Linked DNA regions of Danio rerio: region 1 is linked to region 2. Evidence: chromatin contacts called from public HiChIP or PLAC-seq data. All regions are on one chromosome and are shown on one strand. Each heading gives the region's core, a stretch centred on a gene start, on an enhancer-like site or on the middle of the called end of the contact. The rest is flanking DNA. Distances are from core to core; before and after follow the strand shown. Region 1 holds the start of eif4ba (eukaryotic translation initiation factor 4Ba). Region 2 holds the start of krt5 (keratin 5).

Region 1 (5,773 bases), core at 390-2,889, 220 kb after region 2:
GATAAAATATTTAATTTAAAATTACTGTTATTCTGAATGTTCTATTCAACATAGTTCTGAAAAATAAAAGTATCACAGTTTTTTTAAAACGTGAAGAAGAAAAAACATAAATTGATAATTGTGTAGCAGCACATACAGTATTGATCATTGTAGCATGCAATTATTAGAATGATTTCTAAGATAAGATACATATTAAATGTTTAATGACTGTCTGACAATAATTCTGTTTTTAGATATTTACTTATAAAAATTGTTTTATTTAGCTTTCTGAAGTGGCACAAAAAAAAGTCCACCAAAATTCGTTTTCACTTTGAAATTGTTTTAACTTTAGATTCATTTATTGCTGTCTTATTGAAATTATTTAAATGATTATACATTTTACCATACTACAAATGACCTGTCGTTTATTTTAAGAAGCAATCAAGTTGCGTTTAAGTAGCATTCTAATTATGGTTGGCTGTGTATTGTTTGGTAGATTTATTCATATTCAATTCTGCCAAAAAGAATCTGTCAAACCATTCATTCATTCATTCATTCATTCATTCATTCATTCATTCATTCATTCATTCATTCATTCATTCATTCATTCATTCATTCATTTATTCATTCATTCTTTTTCTTTTCAACTTAGTCCCTTTATTAATCCGGGGTCACCACAGCGGAATGGACCACCAACTTGCAACGGATGCCCTTCCAGCTGCAACCCATCTCTGGTAAATATCAATTACAGTACATGCTCATTCACACTCATATGGACAATTTAGTCTACCCAATTCATCTGTATCGCATGTCTTTGGACTGTGGGGGAAACTGGAGCACCCAGAGGAAACCCACACGAATGTCTGTCAAACCATATTAAATGGACTATTAGACAGCTTCACAGACAATTCTTACAACAAAACAGATGACTTACATCACTTTAGGGTGTAAAAAGAAAGAAAAGAAAGAAAAGAAAATTTCTACTATCATTACACCCTTCACTTGTTCCAAATCTATTTGAATGTCTTCCTTGTGAACACAATAAAAGATATTTTGAAGATTGTTGGAAACTAGTTTTTAAGTGTTTAGAAAAAAAAAACACTTCAACTCATATGATCTAAATACATATTATTATATTATATTATATTATAATTTTACATCAGAATAATTTACTCTGTCTCAGTTACAGAAAGAACAGCAACAAAATTAAAAAAGATAATTAAATAAGTAATTAAAATAATAATAATAACAATGTGATGAACACAAAAGCAAGTTTAAGTTTATATCAGAACACCATTGTTACTGATTTAGTACTTTTAGATTGAAGCAAAATCTTTTCACTTTCAAAATAATATATAAAGCATCCCAATAAAACTTGTTAACCTTATCTTTGACAGAAAATGAGTTTTTTTTCTTAACAAAGATTAGGCAGGATATATTTTAACCAAGTGTGAAAGGCTAGAGTTTCTTGTTTCCAATTCCCCAGTTGGCTAAGCTATTTTTCAAAATATTTTTTGTAAGCCTGTAAAAGTTTGGAACCACTTGGTTGTGAGTAAATCTTTATTTTAGGTTAAACTTTTCATCTTTCTACACTTTTGACCACGTATACAGCATACATTACCCAAAATTCTAAATGCGCAGTGGTGTCTACGCGTCGACGTATCGCTGCAAGACACGCCCCCATCCGGGCATATGACACGCACTCCTTCTCCAGCATGGCGGCTTCAGGTGAGGATTTTATAGATTTGTGCATGGGCCGGTTGGAAAATTGCGGGTGTGACGCGTCATTAATGTCAGGCAAATTAATCCCAGTTGCAGATAAAGTATATCCGACATGACCCCGTCCGAGATGGAGGCGATTTAGCGCAGGGCACTGATTGTTAAAGCTTGATCTTGAGTTGTGAAGGGACGCTGCGCAGAAACTGCACCAGTAGCTGTACGTTCATGCACGAGAACATACGAGTCAGCTTATTTACTTTCTATTTAGACCTCACGGAAGCGATGTATACTTCTAATCGGCTCTCAGTTTTACTCTAGTCGCGTGTCAAACCGAAAATGAATCATAGCGAACATGTTCCGTGTCTGTGTGTCAGCTCTGTTGTTTTTATTCCACAGTAACGTTAACTGTTTTGTTTTTGACACATGAATGCACTGTTGCTTTGCCTTGTTTTCTAAAAGACAATAACGAAATAAACAATTGTCTGAAGCTTATGTACGAGTGAGTAGTTGTGTAAGCGCAGGCGCAGAGTTGAGGGAGGGGCTGCTGTAACTTCATACACTCATAAACACTTTCCCGCGTTTGTCTCAACAAATACACAGCCATGCATAAATAAATAATATTGGAGCACATTGGTTCCTATTCCTTGTATTAGTGCAATCGTAGTGCTCAATCAGTATTGATTTAAGCAATTGCTACGCTGCACTCATTGATCTGCACTGTCCCATGGCAAACGCTCAGCATAACACTCGATCTTCTGCACTGGCCCGGGACAAGCGATTGTTTTTATTGCCACTCTGCTCTTTCTATTGTTTCTATCTCTGATTTCATCTAATTTGTTAGCTAAATTACACATTTGTTTATGAATATGTATCTAAGTGTAATGTTGTCTTTATTCTTTTATTTTTATTTATCATTTCCCTTTTCATTGTTATCTAACATATTCAGATTTATATTTTGGTATTTTTTTACATTAAGTAAATGCAGTTTTTTAAAATTTATTTTCATAGTATTTTAAGAAAAAATATTATTATATTATTTCTCTATTTTATTTGTTTTCCAATTTTGTTTATTATTATTATTTACCCTTTTGGGTTTGCCTATATCGACAGGATTTATCGATTTTGTAAAGTAATTTTTTGCTTTGTTGTGTGGGTGTAAATGTGATTTTAATTATTGTTTTTTATTGAATATATTAATTTTATATTGACATTTGTATTGTCAAATTAGTACAATTATTATTATTTATTTATTAAATTTCTTCTTTTTTAAAGCTACATGGTTCGTTCATACAAAAATTGAATATTTATGCTCCGGAAACTTCCAAAAGGTTTTAATCAAGCTGTTTTTTGAGGTGAAATATACATTTAAATGTAAAATTTAAAGAGAGAACGAGAGAACATTATTATTATTATTTTCATTATTCCTCATCTCTTTGTAAATGACTTGACCTCTGCACTGTCCCGGGACAAGCGATTGTTTTCATTGCTGTTCTATTCTTACTGTTGTTTCTGTTCCTGATTTCAACTTTAACTCATTTGTTAACCAAATTACACCTCTCTTTATGAATATGTATCTTACTGCATTGTTGTCTTTATTCTTTATTTTTAAGTTATCATTCTCTTTTATTATTATCTGCCATATTCTGATTTATTTTGTAATAATATTTTATTTGATGTAAATGGAAAAAGTCATTTTTATTTTTATTTATTTTCATAATATATTTAAAACTTATGTATAATATTTATAATTAAAAACTTTATTATTATGTTATTTTTTTATTTTATTTGTTGTCCAATTGTCATGTGGAAAAAGGAGGGGGGGGGGGGGGGGTTCAATCATTATTCCTCATCTCTTTGTTAGTCACTTGATCTTCTGCAATATCCCTGGACAAGCGATTGTTTTTATTGCTGCGCAACTTTTACTTTCATTTCTATCCCTGATTTCAACTTTAACTGATTTGTTTTAAATATTACACCTCTGTTTATGAATATGCATCTTAATGTATTGTTGTCTTTTATTTATTTATTTATTTATTTAGCATTGTCCTTTTTGTTATCTACCATATTGTGAGTTATAGTTTGGCATTTTTTTACTTTATGTAAAGTAATTTTTTCTCTCTATTTTCATAATACTTAAGGAAAAAAATATGATTATATTATTTCTCCTTTATTTGGTTTCCAATTTTCATTATATTTACCCTTTCAGGTTTGTCTGTATTGTCAGGATTTATTTATTTGGTAAAAAAAAAAAAACTTTGTGCATGTAAAAATTAATTTTAATTATTGTTTTATTATTAAATACATTTTTGACATTTTTATTGTCATTAAAATTTCATTTATTGTACATTTTTTTATTGATTATTTTATTTGTTTATTTTATTTATTTATTTATTTTTGTTTTTTAAGGCTACATGGTTAGATCATATAAAAAAATTATGCTCTGGAAACTTCTAACAAGGCATGGGCCTTGGATAGAATTATCACGGTTTCACTGTATCACCGAATTTTGATTACTGCTCTAAAATAAGTTCTTTTTAAATGTCTGGGTAAATACAACAACTTTTTTTGCCCTTTGAGCACAATAGATTTTATTTTAAGAAACATTTACAATATTTTGGAACAGCAGCTTTTGATGTGGAGCATCATTTTCTGCTGGAGATACTATTGCCCTAAAAAAACTAAATAAAATTGTCAGAAAAACATTTAAAAAAAAAAAACTGTAATAATACCGTAGAAATGGTATAACGAAAAACTCTTGACCTTTCCAAACCACGGTAAACCTTGAAACCGGTTATCGTCCCTTGCCTACTTCCAACAAGTTTTAATTATTAATTCTTATTCCTCATCTCTTTGTAATCAATATTGCCTTCTTTTAATTATCCTAAGTGATCTTTAAAGACTTATTTACTGTTCTGAAAGCCTATAAAAATATAGCACGGGTTTACACAATGCCATTAACTTAAACTTAAGCACATTATTTCCCTCTTTTATCTATCTTAACATATATAGAAAGTTAAATGGCTATTTATTTCACCCAATTATGCATCATTCCAGAACAAATACTGTCAGCAGCAATATTGATGAATCATCTGCACAGTTGTGGGACACATGCGTTGATATGGGACTCTTAGACACTGTGAGATCAAAATGCCATAAAAAAAATTGTAGTTCAAATAAGGCTGGGCGATATGGCCAAATGCAATCTCGATTAACATTTTTGTTTGATACATATTTCAATATCAGTTGTCAATGCTTCCACATTTAAAATAGTATCCCAACAATTCCCGACTGAAACCACAAACATTAGAGGGTCCATAAACAACCTATTTTTAGTGGGCAATAATATTTGGGGGCAGAAAATTTGGTGCATCTCTAATATCAACACACTTTTAGTTTCCCATTCTTGCACATTTCTGCTGTGTGATTGGCTCTTAGATAAATATAGAGTAAAAAAAGTCCAAAGCTTATCATTGTTAATGACATCAATTTTATTGCCATTCAATGTAATATCGTTTATCAAGTTCATAATCATTAGTTCAGAAAAAAAAATCTCAAATTTCTATGCAGCTTTCTTAAGACAAAATGGTAGAAAACATTTTTGTGGAACCTTAAACCTATTCCAAGATTCAAATGGGATTTGCAATTAAAATGTTTGTGGGTCTATATTGCCAATGGGCATCAGAGCAACATAATTATTCAGAAAAGAGATTGTTAGATACTTTCCTTCAGCTTTCACAGGTCACTGCAGCTTTAAAGCCAGTCTTGCTCATGCGTTGAGCTGAAGGATAATGTTGACAGAGGTTTGAGTCTTTGTTTTGGTTTTGCAGCAGGATGCCGTAGCCCTACAGTAAACACAGATTCACTTGCACAGAGCTGGAATGTCCTGACAGTGCAGTTTGTCACAAAAGAGCTTCGAAGCTTGTAGTAGCTCACAACAATACCTCTCTCCACGTGTTAACCGCAACAGTCCACAACATGCAAGAGTCAGTCAGGCCTGGAAATAGAGATTCTTCTTTTACAAATGCAGCAGCTTTTCTTATATGCAAATTATGTAGGGCATGTTCCTTTTGACACC
Region 2 (5,719 bases), core at 2,816-5,315:
TTGTTGCTCTATGAGTAAACATTAAAAGTTGCCGCTGTACTGCTGCAGAATTAATTTAAACACAATTCTGTGTACACTTTAATACTTGCATGTTGTGACACAGAGCAACAAAAGCTATTCGCTTTGAAATAATACTTGAGCTCCATGCTTTGTCTGTCCCATTAGCTCTTTTCCCATTTAGCATCCCCTAAAGGACAGTTGTATTCTGTTGGAGAATAAATGCCAAGAAGATACAAGAATCAAAGACAGCACAGTGAATGTAAAAAGCCATTCTGCAGGTTTTTAACACTTTGTCTTTTTAGGTCATGGCATTTTGGGGGGGCGTTAAACACATCAAAAAGAAACGAAAACATTGAAATGTGGAGTGAAAAAGTGAAAAAAAGTTGCCCAGGTGGTAGCTGATATTTTGGAAGGAGGGATCTGGGTGGACGTGTTTGGTTTAGAAGCGGCGCTTCTGACTAGACACAATAGAAGAACGGGACATTGAGATTTGACCGCCACCGCCGCCACTCATGCTCATGCCAGAGCCGCCACCAATCGACATCCCTGAGCCACCACCATATCCAAATCCACTGCCACCTCCGAAACCACTGCCACCACCGAATCCACTGCCACCACCGAATCCACTGCCACCACCGTATCCACTGCCACCACCGTATCCAAATCCACCGCCGCCGCCGCCACCGCCTGTGAAACAACAGAAAAACACATTAGTCTTATAAAACTCAAATGCAGTTACACAAAAAAACATACATCGATATGATAAAGCCTTGTATATAGCTTTTAGAAACTTACTGCTGCTGCTTGATTCCTGGATGTGGATAGTTGCAGTATTGCCACCAGATGCAATTCTGATGAAGTAAAATATAAATGAATGTCAATAGGGAACAGATTTCAAGAGATTATATTCATAGCTTAATTTGAGAAACAAGGTGACTGACCTGGATTCCTCTCCTTCCAGAAGCTTCCTGTAGGTGGCGATTTCAATGTCCAAGGCCAGTTTGACGTTCATGAGCTCCTGGTACTCACGCACCTGGCGCGCCATATCCTGCTTTGCTCTTTGCAGGGCGTCCTCCAGATCCCTAATGCGGAGCTTGGCATCCTTCACTGCCAACTCTCCGCGCTCTTCAGCCTCTGCGATCTGAGCTTCCAGGTTGGCACGCTGAGCAATTCAAAGAGGACATTCCAACTTCAGTTTTCAGAGACACTTTTACATTATTGCTGTACTTAACTTTTCATTGAAAGTACATTTAGTACATACTAAGGAGTTGTTTTGCTATATCAACAGAAACCTGGATCCACAGAATAACAAGCTACTTACTTGTCCCTTGACAGCTTCGATTTCATTTTGAAGTCTGCTGATCATGCGGTTGAGATCAGCAATCTCAGCCTTGGTGTTACGAAGGTCATCTCCGTATTTGCCAGCAGAGGACTGCATCTCCTCAAACTAGTTGAAAAGAGAGACAGTGTCATTAAAACCTGTCAGTTAAGTACATTTAAAGCAATGTTGGTTTGGTGTTTGAAAGTCTTGCTCACCTTCTGTTTGTACCAGGACTCGGCCTCAGCACGGCTGCGGTTGGCGATGTCTTCATACTGAGCGCGTACTTCAGCAACAATGGCATCCATGTCCAGGTTGCGGCTGTTGTCCATTTCCACAACGACTGATGTGTCTTTGATCTGTGACTGGAGTTCACGCAGCTCCTAAAACGGCAAGGTGAAGGAATATGGCATTGAGATACAGCTGACAACAAAAAATTCCATGTCAGTGGTAATATAGCGCCATCAAACTCTCACCTCCTCAAAGATGGCCCTAAGGAAGTTGATTTCATCTTGAAGGGAGTCAACCTTGGCCTCAAGCTCAACCTTGTTCATGTAGGCAGCATCAACATCCTATGAAGGCATGCACAGACCTCAGTAACAGACTCATTTGACTAAAGTGAAAGTAATAACTATTTTAAATAAAAATCAACACAGCAGATGAAGGTTTTACCTTCTTCAGCAGGACAAATTCATTTTCCACTGCGGCACGCTTGTTGATTTCATCTTCATATCTGCGAAGAAAAGTTTTCCATTTTAGCAAAATGCTTGTCAAATTATACCACCAACACATAATGTAGCTCATAGCCTCTAAACATGTTCTAGCACAGCTGCTTACTTGTTCTTGAAGTCCTCCACCAAGTTCTGCATGTTCTTCAGCTCTCCTTCTAGCTTCATCTTCTCATTGCCAAGTCCGTCAAGCTGTCTGCGCAGGTTGGCGATGTAGGCCTCGAACATGGCATCGATGTTGGATCGGGTAGTGGTCTGTTCTTGCAATAAACTCCATTTTGTCTCGAGTACTTTGTTCTGCTGTTCCAGGAAGCGCACCTGTGTTGGAGATAAAAAGATGGAGGATTTGAATAAATTGTTGAGTTAGCAAAATAAGGTATGAGGGATCTTTGATAATCAACAAGATGTATCTTCCACAGTAATTATCAATCACACCTCTCAAGATGACACACCTATGATGGATGTCTCTATAAAATTGATTAGCTTATGTGTCATGCCTGGTTGGCTAGTACTCCTGTGATGGAATAACTGTCCTTTTAACATGGGCACACCCTGTTAATGAAACGCAAACCTCAAATGACACCACACAACATGTTCAGACTCTTCAAGCTTCAATTTATGCTCCCAAAACAATGTTTCCCTCCTGGCATAAAGGCGAGGCTCCTAGGAGAACTGTGCCAAGTGGCAGGCCTAAACAGAGATGAAATGGCACACCTTACCCTCAGGGTGCTAACTGTACCCGCCCTTTGCAAAGTTATTTTGTGCACAACCACAAAATGACTTTGAACTTGCAGGACTCACATTGAAAAAACAAAGCATCAATGACATCAGTGGGGATATATGAGCTGTATCATTGCTGATCATATCTCTTGTCAGAATCACAGAACTGGATATAAATCTAAGGGGGTGGGGGGGGGCAAAATTTACTAGGTGTGGTTACATTGAGAATTCCCCAAAGATGTCAAAGAATACAAACAGGAAACTAGCTTTGTGTAGGTAATTACTGAAGTGATTTTTAGGACATACATGAAGTCAATCGAACATCTAGGGCTATTGCATTAAGTAAATTATTAAGAATATGCTCTCTCTCACACACACATGCACACACCATACTTCACTGCTACCATAGGGATAGTTGGCAAACTTGATCCATGCCCTTATTTGGAATGGCCCAGTCATTGGATCTTACCTGGCTTGGGTTTCCAAACTCAACCTCGCTGCCTTAGAACAATTGCATACTAAGAAAACAACATGAGCCTACGCTAAGATGTAGACTGCTTGACTGATGTTTAGTGTTAATAAAGGAAATGATGGCATATGCAATGCCTGCCGATCGTATCTTGCAATGTGAGATTTCTGTGTGCGCTAGTGACCGGAAAAGTCACAATTGTATTGTGGAGCTGTAGATGTTTGAAAAGAAAAACTAACCTTGTCAATGAAGGAAGCAAAGCGGTTGTTGAGGGTCTTGATCTGCTCTTTCTCCTGGGTGCGGACAACTTGGATGTTGGGGTCGATCTCTAGGTTCAGTGGGGCTAGAAGGTTCTGGTTGACTGTGACAGCTGTGATGGGTACCACACCGCCTGGTCCAAACCCTCCACCAAATCCTGCTCCACCCCCGTACGCTGATCCACCACCAAATCCTGCTCCACCGCCGAATCCTCCACCACTGCCGAATCCTCCTCCAAAGCCACTGCCACCGCCACCGCCACCGCCACCCATGCTGTAGCTGAAGCTTCCTCCAGATCCTGCTCCAAAGCCGCCGCCGCCGCCACCACCACCAGAGCGACGGAAGGACACTGAGCTCCTGCTGCCCATTGGTACTGCGCTGGTTGACATGCTAGAAAAATTCTTCCTAATTCCGCCACCCATGCCACCGCCCATGCCGCCGCTCATGCTTCCACTACTGGTGAAGGTTTTGAAGGAAGTAGACATGGCTTCTGTCGTCTACGAGGGGGTGAGGATCAGAAAAAGAGCAGGATGAGACAGAGATCTGGAGCAGGAGAGCTCACTAAGAGGAAAGTAAAATCCCTCTGAGTGCCCTCTTCAAGCAGTGCAGTGGCTTTTATACCTCTTACCTCATGGGAGGGGCTCACCTGGCCAATCCCCTTTCTGCCTCAGGCTTCTGTCCTGCCTTTTCCCCTGTCCAAGTGATACACACGCCCATCTTGCTGGGCTGGTATGGGAGTATGTTCAGCATTGGAGGCCAGGCCACACCCTGCCTTAGATGCACATGCATACTCACGTAATAAAACAGAGCTATTAAGAGAGAAACAGAGTAGAAAAACAAGGTTAAACTCCACACACCCTTGTATGTACTACGACTCAGAATATACAAGTTCTCTGTAATTTAAAGCCCCTCTTATTTACATAACCAGATGGCATTCTCCAAATGCAAACCATACAACTCCATGAATATTTTATGATTCATGCAGGTATGGGGCCCTCAGTTTGCTTTAAGTGCAATGCAGGAGTATTAAATAGGGGAATATTTGATGAAGGGCTTGAATGTTGAGACTTGGCGCTCATCCTGGAAGCCATAGTGACCCACAGGCTTCTCTTTCCAGTCAAACAATCAAGCTTCTGTTCTCTCACTTCAATGGCTCTGTCACGGACACTGCTTCACCACCTTGTTCTGTGGTTCCCAGAGGGCTGACGCAGTTGCATGCAAAGTAGATTTTTATTATCTTATTAAAACACACTGTGCAAACGTGAATGTGTACAGCATAGTTTTCATTATCGTGTGAGATTTGAATTTTATAAGGTGAGTGTCAGAGCTCACAGCAGTGTGCAATGGCTGCAAGAGCAGTGTGGTTATTTTTGTACCTGTCCTTAGGTGGCATTATTTAGCAACGCGTGCTGCTTTTGTTAGCATGTCACTATCACCCGTATCATGTTTAAATGATTTCGAACTGGAGTCTTGCTTCTAAAGTGGACAGATCTGAGTCTGCTTTCAGCCTTGTAAATGTTCATCAGACCAAGTACAGCAGGAAGAGATTCTGTCTGGTTTGTTTACTTTAGAGCATTAGCATATTAGCAGGGAAGCAAAAGGAAAATAAGGCATATTTCTCTGTAAAAATTTAGGAGGGGTCGCACTTTTAACAAACATTGCTTATGTGGTATTTTGGCCATCTGTGCAGTTTTTTTTTTCTTAAACGGGTTTAGCCCATTGTTAATCTGTTGGTCAAAACAGCGACACTATCAGATGTTGGGGTTGATGAGTTCCACCCAAGTATTTCCCCTTAATTCATGCAATGCAACCAATCGAGTAGTACAAGTTACAAAATGTAGATTAGGTTGTGAGATAAAAGAGGTCTTGAAGACCCAGAAACCATGTATGTGATTAAAAAAACAGGTAAGTGTAACATGTGCAGGTTGATCACGTGAAACTGGTTTGAAATTTACCTTGCGTGTTTGCTTTGCTAATGATCAAACTCATTAAATATTTGAAATGCTTTCATGGTTGTAAACATTTCCCTTGCAGAACCATCTGTTAAAGTTTTGGAGACATTAGGACATTTTGTCTCTTCTGTTCATCCAGGTTTTTATTATATCTGTGATTAGGCTATTATTATATCAAATATAAAATAAAAATAGGCACTGTTGATTTGCTGCACAGTTAAAATATCTATGAATAGATTGTTCACAAACAGTAGTTATTAGAACTGAAATGTTT

Evidence for each region. HiChIP or PLAC-seq counts read pairs in DNA pulled down with a chosen protein or histone mark.
Region 1: an H3K4me3 HiChIP or PLAC-seq map of gastrula embryo shows a contact between it and region 2, with 4 times the contacts expected there. The contact joins the promoter of eif4ba here to the promoter of krt5 in region 2. A contact is called at or near these places in 1 of 18 Hi-C or Micro-C datasets (caudal fin) and 1 of 4 datasets of contacts at active chromatin or transcription factors (gastrula embryo).

What each region holds. Positions count from the first base shown.
Region 1 is chr23:10,514,432-10,520,204 of GRCz12tu, forward strand. It overlaps eif4ba (eukaryotic translation initiation factor 4Ba), which reads left to right and starts at 1,640. Exons shown (of 15, transcript NM_001099237.2): 1 at 1,640-1,707. The coding sequence starts at 1,695.
Region 2 is chr23:10,293,425-10,299,143 of GRCz12tu, forward strand. krt5 (keratin 5) reads right to left here and starts at 4,066. Exons shown (of 9, transcript NM_131156.2): 1 at 3,475-4,066; 2 at 2,156-2,364; 3 at 1,991-2,051; 4 at 1,795-1,890; 5 at 1,537-1,701; 6 at 1,322-1,447; 7 at 942-1,162; 8 at 796-851; 9 at 1-687. The coding sequence starts at 3,978. The coding sequence ends at 440.